Linked DNA regions of Anser cygnoides: region 1 is linked to region 2. A link is a contact called in public Hi-C data. All regions are on one chromosome and are shown on one strand. Each heading gives the region's core, a stretch centred on a gene start, on an enhancer-like site or on the middle of the called end of the contact. The rest is flanking DNA. Distances are from core to core; before and after follow the strand shown.

The links. Hi-C and Micro-C count contacts between places; a contact is called where the count stands out from the background.
Region 1: a contact with region 2 is called in a Hi-C map of liver, with 2.8 times the contacts expected there. The contact joins the enhancer-like site here to the promoter of EPS8L2 in region 2. A contact is called at or near these places in 2 of 7 Hi-C or Micro-C datasets (both in liver).

Annotation. Positions count from the first base shown.
Region 1 is chr5:35,983,839-35,990,161 of Taihu_goose_T2T_genome, reverse strand. It overlaps GATD1 (glutamine amidotransferase class 1 domain containing 1), which reads left to right. Exons shown (of 8, transcript XM_048065163.2): 8 at 1-682. Among named protein-coding and RNA genes, the nearest start is that of GATD1, 10 kb to the left of the region's middle. Within about 2 kb of position 2,126, at least 1 of the 3 cell types and tissues checked has open chromatin away from gene starts, as enhancers often do. A contact at or near this core is called in liver, where this site is marked.
Region 2 is chr5:35,894,959-35,901,740 of Taihu_goose_T2T_genome, reverse strand. EPS8L2 (EPS8 signaling adaptor L2) reads right to left here and starts at 2,821. Exons shown (of 21, transcript XM_013198373.3): 1 at 2,517-2,821.

The DNA.
Region 1 (6,323 bases), core at 877-3,376, 89 kb before region 2:
GCCCCTTCCTGGCTGTGGACTAACAAGTCATGTCATGTTTGGATGTTTTATTCAGCAAGAAATGAAAGAGCAGGTCTCTTTGCAAACAGAATGGATGAAGAGCCAGCAGGCTAAGGATTGTCTTGCCTGTTAACTGGATAAAACATGTCTTTAAATTTCTATCCTGGACTATGAAGTGACTGACATTGAAGTGGCAATGTCAGGTTTTGCAGACACTGAATGGATGAAGGTTGTGAATAAGAAAACTTGGAAGTGCATCACACTTCAGAAGCAATTATGAAACCACCTTGCATTTGTGTTACTACATTTTTTTTATTGCTTCTCTCTAGACCCTTAACTTAAAGTTGTGGGAAACTATCTTTTAAAAAAAAAATCCATGGCCATGAGTATGATTTGGTGAAGCTGAAGACCCTGCTCGAGGCTGGCATTATACTGATAATTAGTAATTCTACCCCCAAAGAGCACTTGGACATTAGGGAATCATCTGGCATTTGTGGTTCAAATATAAAAGTCTACATCTAGTGCTTCAGTGAAATGTAATTTCATGTGTTCTTACCTTTCTGTTGGTAGGTCACAAAGTTACTGTCCGAACTTTAAATATCTGTGATGTTCATGTATCCTTAGAATGGAATGCAAAATGTATAGCTAAACTGAATAAAGCAGAGTCATTTGTTTGAAGACACTTTGCTGTAGTGCTACTGTTGGCATAACATGTCCTTGTTTTGTTGCCTTGTATGTTCACATTAATGGGTTTAAAATGTCAGCTCAGCTGATTTTTTAAATGGTCTTCTGTTAGCTGTTCTGCTTTGTGGTGTGTTACATTTTTGTTCTTTTCAGTGGTTGAAATTTTTCTCTCAGGCAAGTACATTGCAGTTGTTGCTGGAATTTTATGGACAAAGGAAAAAGTGTAGTAGATAATATGGGTCACATCTTGTGAGCAACAAACAGATCAAACCTGGTTTTTTCTTTCTGAGCAGCAGGTGTAACTTGAAGTTAAGCGTGGAAAGGAATATGCATAAGAATATTTGTAGATCTGGTAGCTTAAGTCTTTGTTTCTGACAAGCCTTCTCAGGGATTTAACCTCTGTCACTGCCAGGACATAATTTCCATCTGGATTTCCAGTGGGCTCTCTGGTGAAATGATGTGGAAGACTTTTTTTGTATTTGTATTGCAGAAGTATTTGGAGTTAAGGTAATTTTGTGTTGAACGTTGCAAAGCTACAGCCAGGAGACCTTATCCCCAGCTATTTTATTTAAATAAAAGTGAAGCTCCCCACCATAGATTGCCTGAGCTTCTGTGTAGGGAACTTAACAGGGGCTGGAGTCAGGTTTTCAGGATCCTAGAGGAGGTACGTGCAACTTCCATGGCTCCTAAGATGAGAGCTTTGCTCCTCTGCATCTAGCCCATGACTGCAGCTGCAAAGTAAAATCTTTCCAGGAGAATCTGAGAAGCTACATGTCTCTGGTACCTTTCAGACTGCTTCCATGCACCTTTGCCAAAATCATTACACCTTTCATTGCTTACCTGTAAAAATGGAATACTGGTGACTACCCTGTGTCCTGTTTTCTTAAGAAAATTTCTGTCCAGTCTCATCAAGAAGCTGCCAGGTGAAGAAGCAGTGTTCAGGCCACTGCAGGCTCTGATCAATTCCATTGTATGTTCTTTCCTAGCAGCCAGGACCTGTTGAAATTGCCTTGTTTGTGCCAATATCAGGAAGTACACTAAAGTACAAAGTACATTCCCTTTAGATTTTTGCAATGCTTCCTTCTTGCCCTGCGAGAACATGGAAGAGTTGGTGTCTATTTTCATTCTTTCACATGTGCAACTCTTCAATCTAAACGGTCGCTAGTGTTGAAGCTACTTCTGGAAAAGAGGAAGAATTGCATGACCCAATGCAATCCAGCAGAAAGTGGCTGGAGAGGGGATGTGTGTACTTCTGTGCCTACAGTTTTCTAGTGGGGGATGGTGAGGAAGGAAGGATCCTGGCTGTGTGGATGTGGCTCAGCTTCTAGTAAAACAGAATGATTTTGTTAAAACACCCCTGTCATGTGGGTGGTGGGATAGCATAGTCATCTTCAGAGATTTCATTGAGAAATGGTGAACAACTAGCAGCAATGATTGTATGAGAACATAAATCATGTGACCAATTTTAGCCAAGGATTGGGAAAAAAGATTATTTTTTTTTGCTGTGTTTAACAGTGGCATGGCCTCACCATAAACAGTGTGTGTGCTTCTGGGCTCCACAATCTAAAAAAGATGTTAAGGTCCTTGAAAGCGTGCAGAGGAGGGCAACAAAGCTGGTAATAGGGTCAGAAGGCATGACCTCTGAGGACATTTGGGTCCTCTAGTCTGCATAAAAGGAGGCTCAGAGGAGACCTCATTGCTCTCTGCAGTTCTCTGAGGAGTGGAGGTGGACAGGGAGCTGCTGGTCAGGATGAATATGAAGCAAAATTTCTTTGCCATGAGAGTGGTCAAACACTGGAACAGGCTTCCTAGAGAGGCGTAATTCCTGTAAGCGTTCAAGAGGTTTTTGGATGATGCCCTCAATAATATGCTTTAAGTTTTGGGTAGCCCTGAAGAGGTCAGGCAGTTGGCATGGATGATCTTTGTAGGTCCCTTCCAACTGAGCTTTTTTTTTTTTTTTTCTAAAGCTGGGGGAAAGATAGAATTGAAGTAGAAAATGTGTAGCTGTTTAATGTCATGCTAGAGGCATTCAGCAAAGTCTTATCCTGATGTTTTTTTGGGAGGGTTGGGGGCTGGGGTTAGTGGATTAGAGCGTGAAGGCAGTATCCGTAATTATTGCTTACTATCATTTGACTTTTGTGCCACGTGCAAACAACTAAATGCACTCATAATCTACTTCATCAAGAAGATACATAGAGAGTTGGTGACTTTTCATGATGTGTTTTCATTTAGTTCTTCATTCTGGAAGTTTCCAGTACATTTTTGTAACGTCTGCTTATTTTGAAGATGCTTAAAAGCAGTGGGGTTAAAGTACAGGCCACAAAAGCAACAGCATGTCTGGTTTGGAGGATTGTAGCATACTTCTTGCTTCAGATTCATATTAACTGTGTTCTGCAAATGTAAGAACTGTTTTTTTTCATGGCGAAGAGAGCAGCTTTCCTGTCTGGTCTGCTGTATCCATAGTTCTGAAAGGTCTCCCAAGGTCAGAGTAAGTGATTGCTGAAGACAGCAGATGCAGGGGGAGGAAAACAATGTAACAAGGAAGGTACCTCGGTGGTGGAGAAGAGACAGGAACTGTACAACTTTTCGTTGGAGTCTTCTAAAATGACTTCTTTGTCTGCCTTGAAATACAAACAGATGAAAAGAGAAGTGACAGCAGACAGCCTGCAGTCTCTGGCTGGAGCGAATCCTGCAGTTAGTCCCTCATCTTGTGTTTGCATAGATTTGGGCAACAACTAACAGCACAAACTGAGGACTACATCTGGTGTGCAGAGATAAGGTTCCTGGAGAGGTGCTTAGCTCTGGCTTTGTGCTGCCTAGCGAAGGCAATGATCACTTGCTGCTTCTGAAGAACAAGCAGGAAGCTCAGTCAAACTGATGCTTTCAGGTCTTCACTCTTTGAATGATCCTGCAGTTTGTGGCTCAGAAAGGGGTAATATTAATAACTCCCTTTTCCCCGAACACTACTGTGGGCTGTTGAAAGGCCAACAGGGTGTTTCATGATGTCTTGGACCCTTATGAGGCAAGGCTGCATCTGACTATGACCTGTAGGTGAATTGCTCTTCCCCTTTCTGTGTGATGGAGGGAACAGCAGCAGCACCCTTGGTGCCCACCACTTGGCAGGGCCATACCACCAAGTGGCTTGGCTGAGGTGCTGATCAGCAGCTGGTCATTGGCACTGTATTAATGGAGGTGTCTTCCTGCAGCCACCTCATCCCTTCTGCTGTCTGTTTGCTGAACTTAAGGCCAAACCTTAAACTGCCAAAGCCTTTATTTGTTAGGCCTACAACAGGGCAATAATTGCTGCTGTCTTCCCATCTGTATTTGCAGGTCACGGGGATTTCTTGAATGCTCTAGGTAAAGGTTCATTGCAGTGGCTGGCTATTTTGTTGGTGAAGATGAAAAAAGAATTATTATACTGGAGGAAAGCACAGGGGAGGAAGCAATAGTGTAATAATTCATCCTTGAATGCTGACAGTTCGGATTAGAGGACTATTCTACCTAGGGAGGGAGGAGCTCTTCTTGAACCATAAATCTCCCCTACCCTTGTGGGCTGTTGAGGCACGATCAATCTCAGGGATAAAGGACCAGACCGAGGCTTTGAAAGTCTTTTACCCAGACTGCTCACTGTTTGTCGTGTGACACCATGGGTAAATCACTTCAATCCTCTCAAAGAGGGTACATGCTTCTCAGCAGACTATTAACTCAGGTGTCTGCGGCACTCTGTGCTGAGAAATAGAGAGCAGAGCCCTATCTGAACTTGTAGCTGGACTTGTAACAGGATTTATGCACTAGTAGCACCTTTTTCTCTACCAGCTGCTGCTGCTGAGGCAGTTGGGGTTACTCCTCTGAACATCTCTCTCCTGCGCATCCCTCTGCTTGTCCTGGGAACAGCCAGATGCATTCAGTCCTCGGAGCACAGCAGAGCTGCAAAAGGAGGCACTGAACAAGGTGACAAAGACTTGAGAATAATGTGTTTTACTGAGGAAGGACGGCAGGCAAGTCTATTGCTCTTGGTCTGTGCTAGCTAGACAAAATACAAATAGAAATGGGGCATCTCGGATCATGCCTGCCTTTCTATCTGCTCTGTCATGATGATGCAGGTGTTGGTTGCCCTCTCCCTCTGCATCAACACAACTTTATGCTTGCATTGGGCCGGTTCCTGCACCCTGAAGGTAGACTAATGAAATATGAAATGAGAAAAACTGGCCTCCTTTTAGAGAGTCTCTTAAAGGGAGGCTACCTTTTCTTCCTTAATGCTCGCGTTGTCTCCTTCTTTAATCTCAAGAGCCAATACAGAGAGTGAGGGGCTGACTAGTCTGCTCCCTGAGACGGATAAATTTTACAGTGGTGTTTCCCCTTTGTAAGAAGGGGGAATAGGGCACTTTCTAACAGTAGATCAGAAATTGAGGATATTCTAGTCCATCTTGGTGGCTAGGCCAGTGAAATGCTGTCTTGGAAAGCTGAAAATAAAGGAACTGGCTTACTGTGTCAGTTGCGTGGACCTAGCAGCCCTCTTTCCAACAGCTCTGCTCTCTTGTACTCTCTTGTAACCGTGTTTAAAGAATACAGGAGGTACTGAGAGAAACTGGGAGCAGCAGCAGCCTGTCTCGAGGGAGGAAAAGCTTCCCCCCACCCCTGCCTCGTGGATGAAATGAGAGACCTGCAAACACCTGAGGAGGTTGATAACCCTGCATTTGTGCTCAGTGGTTAGTTGCTGCTGTTTGAACGGTGGAAAGGACTGCCTGGGATGTTGCAGCCTCCCACAAGGTGGTGGTGCTGCTCCACACGAACTTTCACGTTCCTCCTCTGCCACCAGCAAGCTCCATCCCCAAACACCAAGTACAAAAATGTTACTTTCCTCTTGTCAGTTCCCAGTCTGCGTACCTGGGCTGGGCAAGTGGCATACAGCTGAAAGAGAGGCAAAAAGCTGCGACGCTACCCAGTGCTACGCTAGTGTGAAATGCATGTTAATGCTGGATTATACATTAATCTATATGCAGCAAGCTGTACCCATGGCTCCCTACTAATTTATAACCAGAGGGTCTGCTGCCCCATGCTCCTTCCTTTCTTAGGAGGATGAGGGTGGCATAGTTAGAAATCCTTCCTTTCATGAAAGCCTGAACAGTTGTCATCTTCTGGTGCCTCGTTCATTAATGCTACCCTCCATGCTTTCCTTGCTAGGACTTATCCCCACGTGGAACAGGCTGTTGCTAAACACTTTTTCTCCATTTTTCTCCACCTTGCCTTTTTTCTTTATGTAAAGCCAAGGGCCAACTCGAAATTGTATCCAATTCTTTCAAGTTGCTCATGTCTCATCTTGGGCAATCGAGTAAGACTTAAACAGCTGTGCTGCCTCCTAAGTTTGAGGAGCTCCTTCGGTCTGCTTGTGGGTTTGCTCTGGCCCCTTGATCTCCTAGATCAAACACCAGCAATATAAACTGGAGCCATGTATCCCTGAGAATGAGGGAACAGTGCTTGTGCTACGAGGGCGCTGCAGAGATGAGGCTGAATTCCTTCCTTGTGCACGACATCCCCGGTCATCAGTGCAACGGGATGCCAGGCTGAGCATCAGGCTGAAACTGGGTGATGCAGATTGTAGCAAGGCAAGTGTCCCCTCTGCTTTCTAGAAATGCTAC
Region 2 (6,782 bases), core at 1,572-4,071:
GTGGTGGAGATGGCTCCAAAGCAGCGCCCCAGGACCCAGCCCTCGGGGAATAATACTCCGAGGCTCCCCCCACGCGCTCAGGCTTTGCACCCAGACTTATTTATATGGATGTTTCTCAAGCCCACACAAGCCAATGCGTATATTTCCTGTTTCACTCCTTTCTTTGTCTACCAGAAGGACTGAAACCTCCCAAGTCCTTCAGCGCATTAGGGTCTCTTCTGAATCGCTGTCCCTATGAAGTTATGCTTCCAGCCTGAATTCCCTGTGGCCCTACGAAAAGCTCTCTGTTTTCCAGCACATTCAAAGCTATCTGGTGGAGGGTCAGATGCCAGCACACATCTGCAGACTTGGCCCTGAGGCCATCCATCTCAGCGGGGGCTCCTCGCTGGGACGAACAGCCCAGTTACTCCTCCGGAGTGATGCTAGCTGGTGTGGGTTCCTCCTGTGCAACCCCTCCCTGCCTCTTCATGCCCTTGCCTGAAGCCAGGCAGCCCCAGCAGGACAACCCTACAAAATGGTGGCTGCTGCTAATGCTACCGCAGACGGCGCCTTCTCCACGAAGCACCTGCATGCATGCGGGCGAGCTGCCATCCGGCTCGGCAAGCACCCGGTCCATGCAGACGAGGAGTTGGTCGGATGGAGCCCCAGCAGCAACAACCTGGAGGACCTACATGGCTGGGCTCGGGGCCAGGCTTTGTCACTCCAGCTGATGGTGAGTTGTTTGCAGTCAACAGAAGCGGGCACCAAAGGAGAGAGGCTCTCTGCCCCTGATACAGAGCCCATGGCCCAGGAGATATTTCCCCCTTCAGGCTGCTCACCTCTGTCCTGGTGAGTTTGCCCACTCTGCTGTTGGGAGGTGACAGGCACAGTGGCAGAAAGCTGAGGTCCACGAGCTTGGCAAACTGCTTTATCACACTGAGCAAAGGGGGGAGTACGCATGTGTGCACGCACAGCAGCAGCGCTCTTTCACAGCTGTTCCCTTCCGTGGGTCTTTACCAATCTCCTGATCAATGACTCTGGTGCTCAACTTCTTTTCAGGTGCCCAGAAACAGACCCAGCCCCTGTAACTTTTTTCCTTACATGACAAACCCATCCTGCCCCGCAGAGCGCAGCGGATCCTGCGCCGGACCGGCTGCAGATTCCTGTGCGTGCTGCAGGGCTGGGATCCAGCCAAGAGAGCAAGAGGTCCCCGACCAGCCTTGCTTCCTAACACTTCAGGAGCAGAAACCAAGAGCAGATACAACCCAGGCCCAACAGCAGGCCCGGGGGTTAATCCATCTGTTTGTGTTATCCCAAACACCAGTTTTTAACCTTGTTTTTAATAGGGCGAAGCAATGACCTTTGCCACTTTACAGACACGTTCCCACAGTGGATCCCAACTCCCTCTTCACAGCTGTGTTTTAAAGGGCTCCATGATCCCTCTGCCCTTTATGTGTGTTAATGACTAATTTTTCTCCCTTGTCAACCCAAAAATCAGTCACTTGACTAAACAGAGCCAGGAGCCCCGCTGCATGCGACAGTCTCAGGTAAAACCCCGCGTGGGTCTCCCCTTCGGCTGCTGTGCATCTGCGGGGGGCTGAGCCTCTCTCTGTCATTACTTTAACCCAGAAAAAGTCCTTTTTCGGGACAGAGCCCACAGAAGCAGCTCGGTGCTGTAGCTCTTGGCCACACGACCACCAACAGATCTACTCCCGGTTACAGCACTCGCTTCATGCGGCGTTTCAGAGCAGCCCAGCACCAGAAGCGTTACCCCCTCCACTGCCCTAATTGTGGCAGGGCAATCACTGTATTTTACTACTGTGTTGTCTCAGAGTTATTCTTCATATTTAAAAATAACGTCAGTCAAATCATTTGTCCCTGAACCTTGTCCTCAGTGGAGTTTGCACTGGCATTTTCCAGGCAAATAAGTGAAAGGGGAAGGAGAGCAGCTCTCAGACTCAGGAATAGGAATGAAAGCTCACAGGTAGCCCGAGCTGTCACGCGAGGGGATGGGGTGGCTCAGAGCGAGCCTTCCCCTGATTCTGAAATAGGGTAATGAATCCTGCCAAGGTCACGGGCAGGGAGAGCTCATCGAAAGCAGCAGCCCGCAGAGGAGCCCGGTGGGTAGCGGCAAAAATTCTCTCCACGCACATCCCAAAAGGAGGAAACCCCAAGGTTTGCAAACAAACAGCTGCTCAAAGCTACTGTCTCCGAGCTTCATTAGAAACGAAAAAAAGATCCTGTTCTGTGCAGGACGGACATTTTGCTGCCAAGAAAGTGCCACCTACTGGATCTGGCCTGCCGGGGACGTGCAAGAACGGGAAACAAACCCAGAAAAAAATAATGCTAGAAAAATAACTTTTTTTTTCACATTTAAAAAAAAGGATATAAAACTATACATTTACAGTTATCCCAGCCACAGCCCCCTCTGATCACGCCCCCTCCGAGGCTGAATCAGCCAAACTTTTGAAGCAGATAAACTGGGGGATTGGGGGGGGGGGGATGTAAAGTTTTAGGGTTTGAAAGGAGAGACTCACCGGTGCCGAGAAGCCTCTGGTGTCTCCTGCAGTCTCCTTGGCTCCTGTATGTCCTGTCCCACTTAGCCGTGCCCTCCTAGTGAAATCCTGCTGCCATTCTCCGGCAGCCCGGCTCCCTGTGCCTCCCTGCGATGTGCTCTGTCCGTGAGCCGAGTGCCCCGGCCGAGAGGATGGTGGGGAGAGCAAGGCAGAGCCCACCCAGTGCCCCAGCCCGGGGGTCCCGCTGCCTCCGGCTTCGCTCTGCCCTTTCGTCCCCGTGCCACTCGCCCCAGTTGTCTGAGAGCAGGTGACAGAGGTTTCTTGGCAGAGGAGAGAGGAGGGGAGGGATGTGGAGGCAGCGAGAGGTGGAGCTGGACCCGGAGCAACAGGTTACTGTATAACCAGGAGCCGGTGGCCCCGGCGCAGCGGCTGCATCCCCGTGAGGTGCGGGGGCACCTGGGGCCTTCGCCCGCTCCTGGCCCAAGGGGAGCCAGAGCCGAGCCGTGCGCTGCCCGAGGGGGACGTGTAAAACTTCAGGTTTCTTCCGCCCGAGAACATTTCGTGCCCAAGCGGGAGGTAGAAGGCAGTGGGGGGGGGGGGTGGGTGATGAAGGAGTGTTTTCAGCTGGGTTTTCCGTAGGCAGCGAGGGAGGGGACGCGCTGCCCTGAGCGCCTCGCGGGGGGAACAAGGCACCTTTTGTGCAACCTGGCGCCCTTCTCTGCAGCTCCGCTGGTTGTTTTCCTCCGGTTTTGCTCTCGCCTGCTCCCTCTGCCCTGACATCTGCAGCGGGGAAAGATGCCGCGAGGTGGACAAAGAGGGCAGAAAGTTCTCACCCCACGTCCCCAAACCAGTGGGGGGATGAGGAGAGGAGCCCCCACCAGGGTACTGCATGGCACAGCTCTGCGCCCCTCAGGGTGGCACGGCCATAAATCCCCTCTTCTTGCCCCAACTCCTCAGCTGGTGGGAGGTAGCAGGGCTCTGCCCCACGTCTCTGCCCCACGTTTCAGCCCCTGGCACTGGGCAGAGGCAAAACGCAGCTTTGGCAGAGGGTTACGGCAGGAAGGGGGCTGTGGTTACTTAAACCACCTTTGGGAGGACTGAGACGAGCAATTGCTGTGGCACAGGGGGGAGCTGAGGGCTTGCTGGCCTTTGGCACCAGGCAAGGCTTTGGTAGCGGCACCGTGCCACCCGAGCAGGAATTGCTCCTCGGCTGGAGGTGCTCGTTGCGGGCTCTGCTCCGTTGACTGCTGCGGGCAGGACCCTGCCTTTATTCACACACGTGTGCCCACGCGCTCTGGCGGGGATGAGCTCTAAAAGACCATTTTGGCCATTGTGCAGAGCATTCCCATACTATTGCAGTGCTGTGTCGGAACTCCCCTGCGGCTGTACAAGCCAGATCGTCTGTACCAGCAGGAGCCAGAGCATTGCCCCTTTTCACCTGGTACCAGGAGAGACACTCTGAAAGCAAAAGCAGCTTCTGGCAGTAAGGAACCAAGGTAGGACTTGAGCATCGCTCCTTGCATTGTGGCGAGTGCTCTCGCCATCCCTATGCATTACCCTCATGCTCTCTGAAAGGGTTTCTTTAGAAAACAAACCTCAGTCTCCTCTCATTTTCCCTTGCTGCTCCTCTCTTGCTCGCCAAAAACCAGATGGAAATTTCAAAGGATGGTAAGGCTTCTGTTGCCAGAATACATTGAGGATGTTTGGGTTGTGCTCTGGGGTCTGCCCTACTGCAAGCTCTGTGCTGCTGAGTGTGTGGTTTGGGGCTCGGAGGGACGCTGCTCTCTGGGAAACAGTCTCTCGTGTGGGCAGATTATTTCTTTCAAAAAGTGCCTAGTTTCGTCTGTCTTAAGACTTAGTTTTTAAACATTTTTTAAATTGATGGGATTAGCTCATGGGCTGAGGATCGTTAAGCTGGAAAATACCAGCTGAGTTCATGGGTGTTACGGCAGTGGTAGTGTGTGATCCATCTGGTTGGCGGATCTTGAAAAAATGGAGCTTATTAAAAGATTTTATTAAAGTGGACGTGCATCACAGACACCCCCCTCAGCCCTCCAGTGTGTGATGAGCCCATGGCACATGGATGATAGACGCCACCCGCCACCGGCCCTAGGAAGCTGCAACTCCAGCAGAGATCAGAGAAATACAAAGACGCTTCCACCACGAGACGCGAGCCTGGAGGAAGCCCGGCCTCCTCAACACGGTGCCTGTCAAGCTCCCCGTCGTGGTGGTTTCCTCAGTGCCAGCTGCACCACGGGGGCTCGTGCTCAGCTCTCTGCCTGGCCCACGGCCGAAGCCATGCGGCAGAAACGCCCCTGGTGAGTTATCGTGGGAGGAATGCTGCTGGGTGAGCCGGACGGGCAGGGGGAGAGCCAGCTCCCCAAAGGACAGCTTAGATTATCAGCAGCTCGGTTTTGGCAGGAGAATGACCTCTTCCGCTGCGGGGAAATGTGATCTGATGCTGCTGAGCGTAACACACCCACCCAGCACCCCGTCATCCTCCTCGCCACAGTGTCAGCGTGATCCTGGGGGCATCTCTGTGCATGCAAACACAGCCGGCCTTGGGAGAAGCAGCATTTGGAGACTGCCAACCACACCACCCAGGAGGGGAAGGGATATCGGTTCCAACAGCAGGAAAACACGGTGGGAATGTCCTGGCAGGCCTTGCAGCTGAAAGATTTTGTGCAAGAGAGCCTTACCGCTAAAAATGCGTCAGCTGCCACTGGGGCGTTCCAGTGGGACCGCTGGGCTGGGCTCACTTTCCCGGGATGCAAACAGGTAGTTGGAAGGGTATTGTTGGAGAAGCTATTTAATGTTTCAGGCACTAACTGCTTGTTATCTGGCAGTTTCGGCTCTGCGTTCATTAGGAAAATAGGCACAGCGGGCTACCGTGAGGTGCCATGCCCCGTAGGGAATCTGACTGCTGAGCAGAGGAGGGAACTTCTGGGCAGGAAAGAAAACCACAACTGAGCTTAATACAGCTTCCTTGCAACATCTGGTGCTGGTCAAAGTGGGGCAGAGGCAATAAGCCAGACGGGGAGTTACCCTGCTGCACAGTGGCAGTGCCTGCACACCAGCTCGCTTGGTTCCCACACGCAGAGCCGGAGGAGCGCACATCCTCAGCCTCTCTCCTTCTTCCACGGCTCAAAGACATTCAAAACTGGGATGAAGGCAGCTGTCACCGCAGGAATGCAGCACTTCGGTTGCATTTTGGCCTGTATGTTGTCTCTGCCTGCTGTGGAACACGGAAAAGGCAGAAAAGCTTTGGACCAATAAAGCCCCATCTCTCAAAATATCTGAGCGTGAAATGCCAGGAGGCCGACTTGCTTCTCGGGATCAGCCTTTTAAATCAGGTTGGCGGCAGACACCCCTCTGATGGCTTGAGAACAAAGACTTCTTCCTTGCAGAGTAAACAACACCCAAACCCAGCTCCTCAAAATATGTGTTCCTCTAAATTTTTAATGCCATTTTCATCCAACTTGCTCATCCTGTTTCAGAAGGGCTGGGCCTCATAATTAAAAGCTCCAGCAATCTTATGTCTGGCAAATGTCATCAATGGCTTTACTATGCTGTGCTCTAGCTTCTCTGAGCAGTGGGAACAGTTTGGAAAGGAAGTTGCTGGTTAAAGAAATGCTCTGAGGTCAGGGCCTAAATCACTTTGGTCTTTGTTGGTACAGCACAGAGAGAAGCTGTCACGAAATCAGTCACCAGCATAAATGACAATTCCCATTCAAACCCTGGAAATACCCGAGGTGGAGGGGTTGTCTGAAGCTTCTTTCTTCTCCTACATCCATCACAGAGTGAGGGACTGGCACCAGTGGAAGTATCTCAGTATCTGAGCATCTAATCAGAAGAAGTCCCTGGACAATTTTATCTTGGAATTGGATGAACGACGTGGAGCTGTCCTGCCCTTCTGAGGGTGCAGGTCCAGGTTGGCATCAGCTGACCCCCAGCAAGCACCAGTGGTCAGTCTGCAAGCCATCAGGCTCTGAAACAAGCCTAAAAATTGGTTTGTCATCATATACTTACCCACTGCAGCCTGTAAGTGAGCATTATCAGTCTCTGTTAGTTCTCATTTTCCATCTAGCTGATGTTGTGAGGCCATTAGGGACCAGCGGGCTCATTGCGGAGAGTGCGTTCTGAAGCTTGAGGAGGTGGCTGCTTTTCTCTGTGCGGTACAGCAGACTGTCCTGAACCCATATTATGCTGTGGGGGTAAACAGAAGCATGGCAGCCATCAACCCATGAACACCTTCACCAGAACAGCCATTTCTCAGGACTGCTTTCT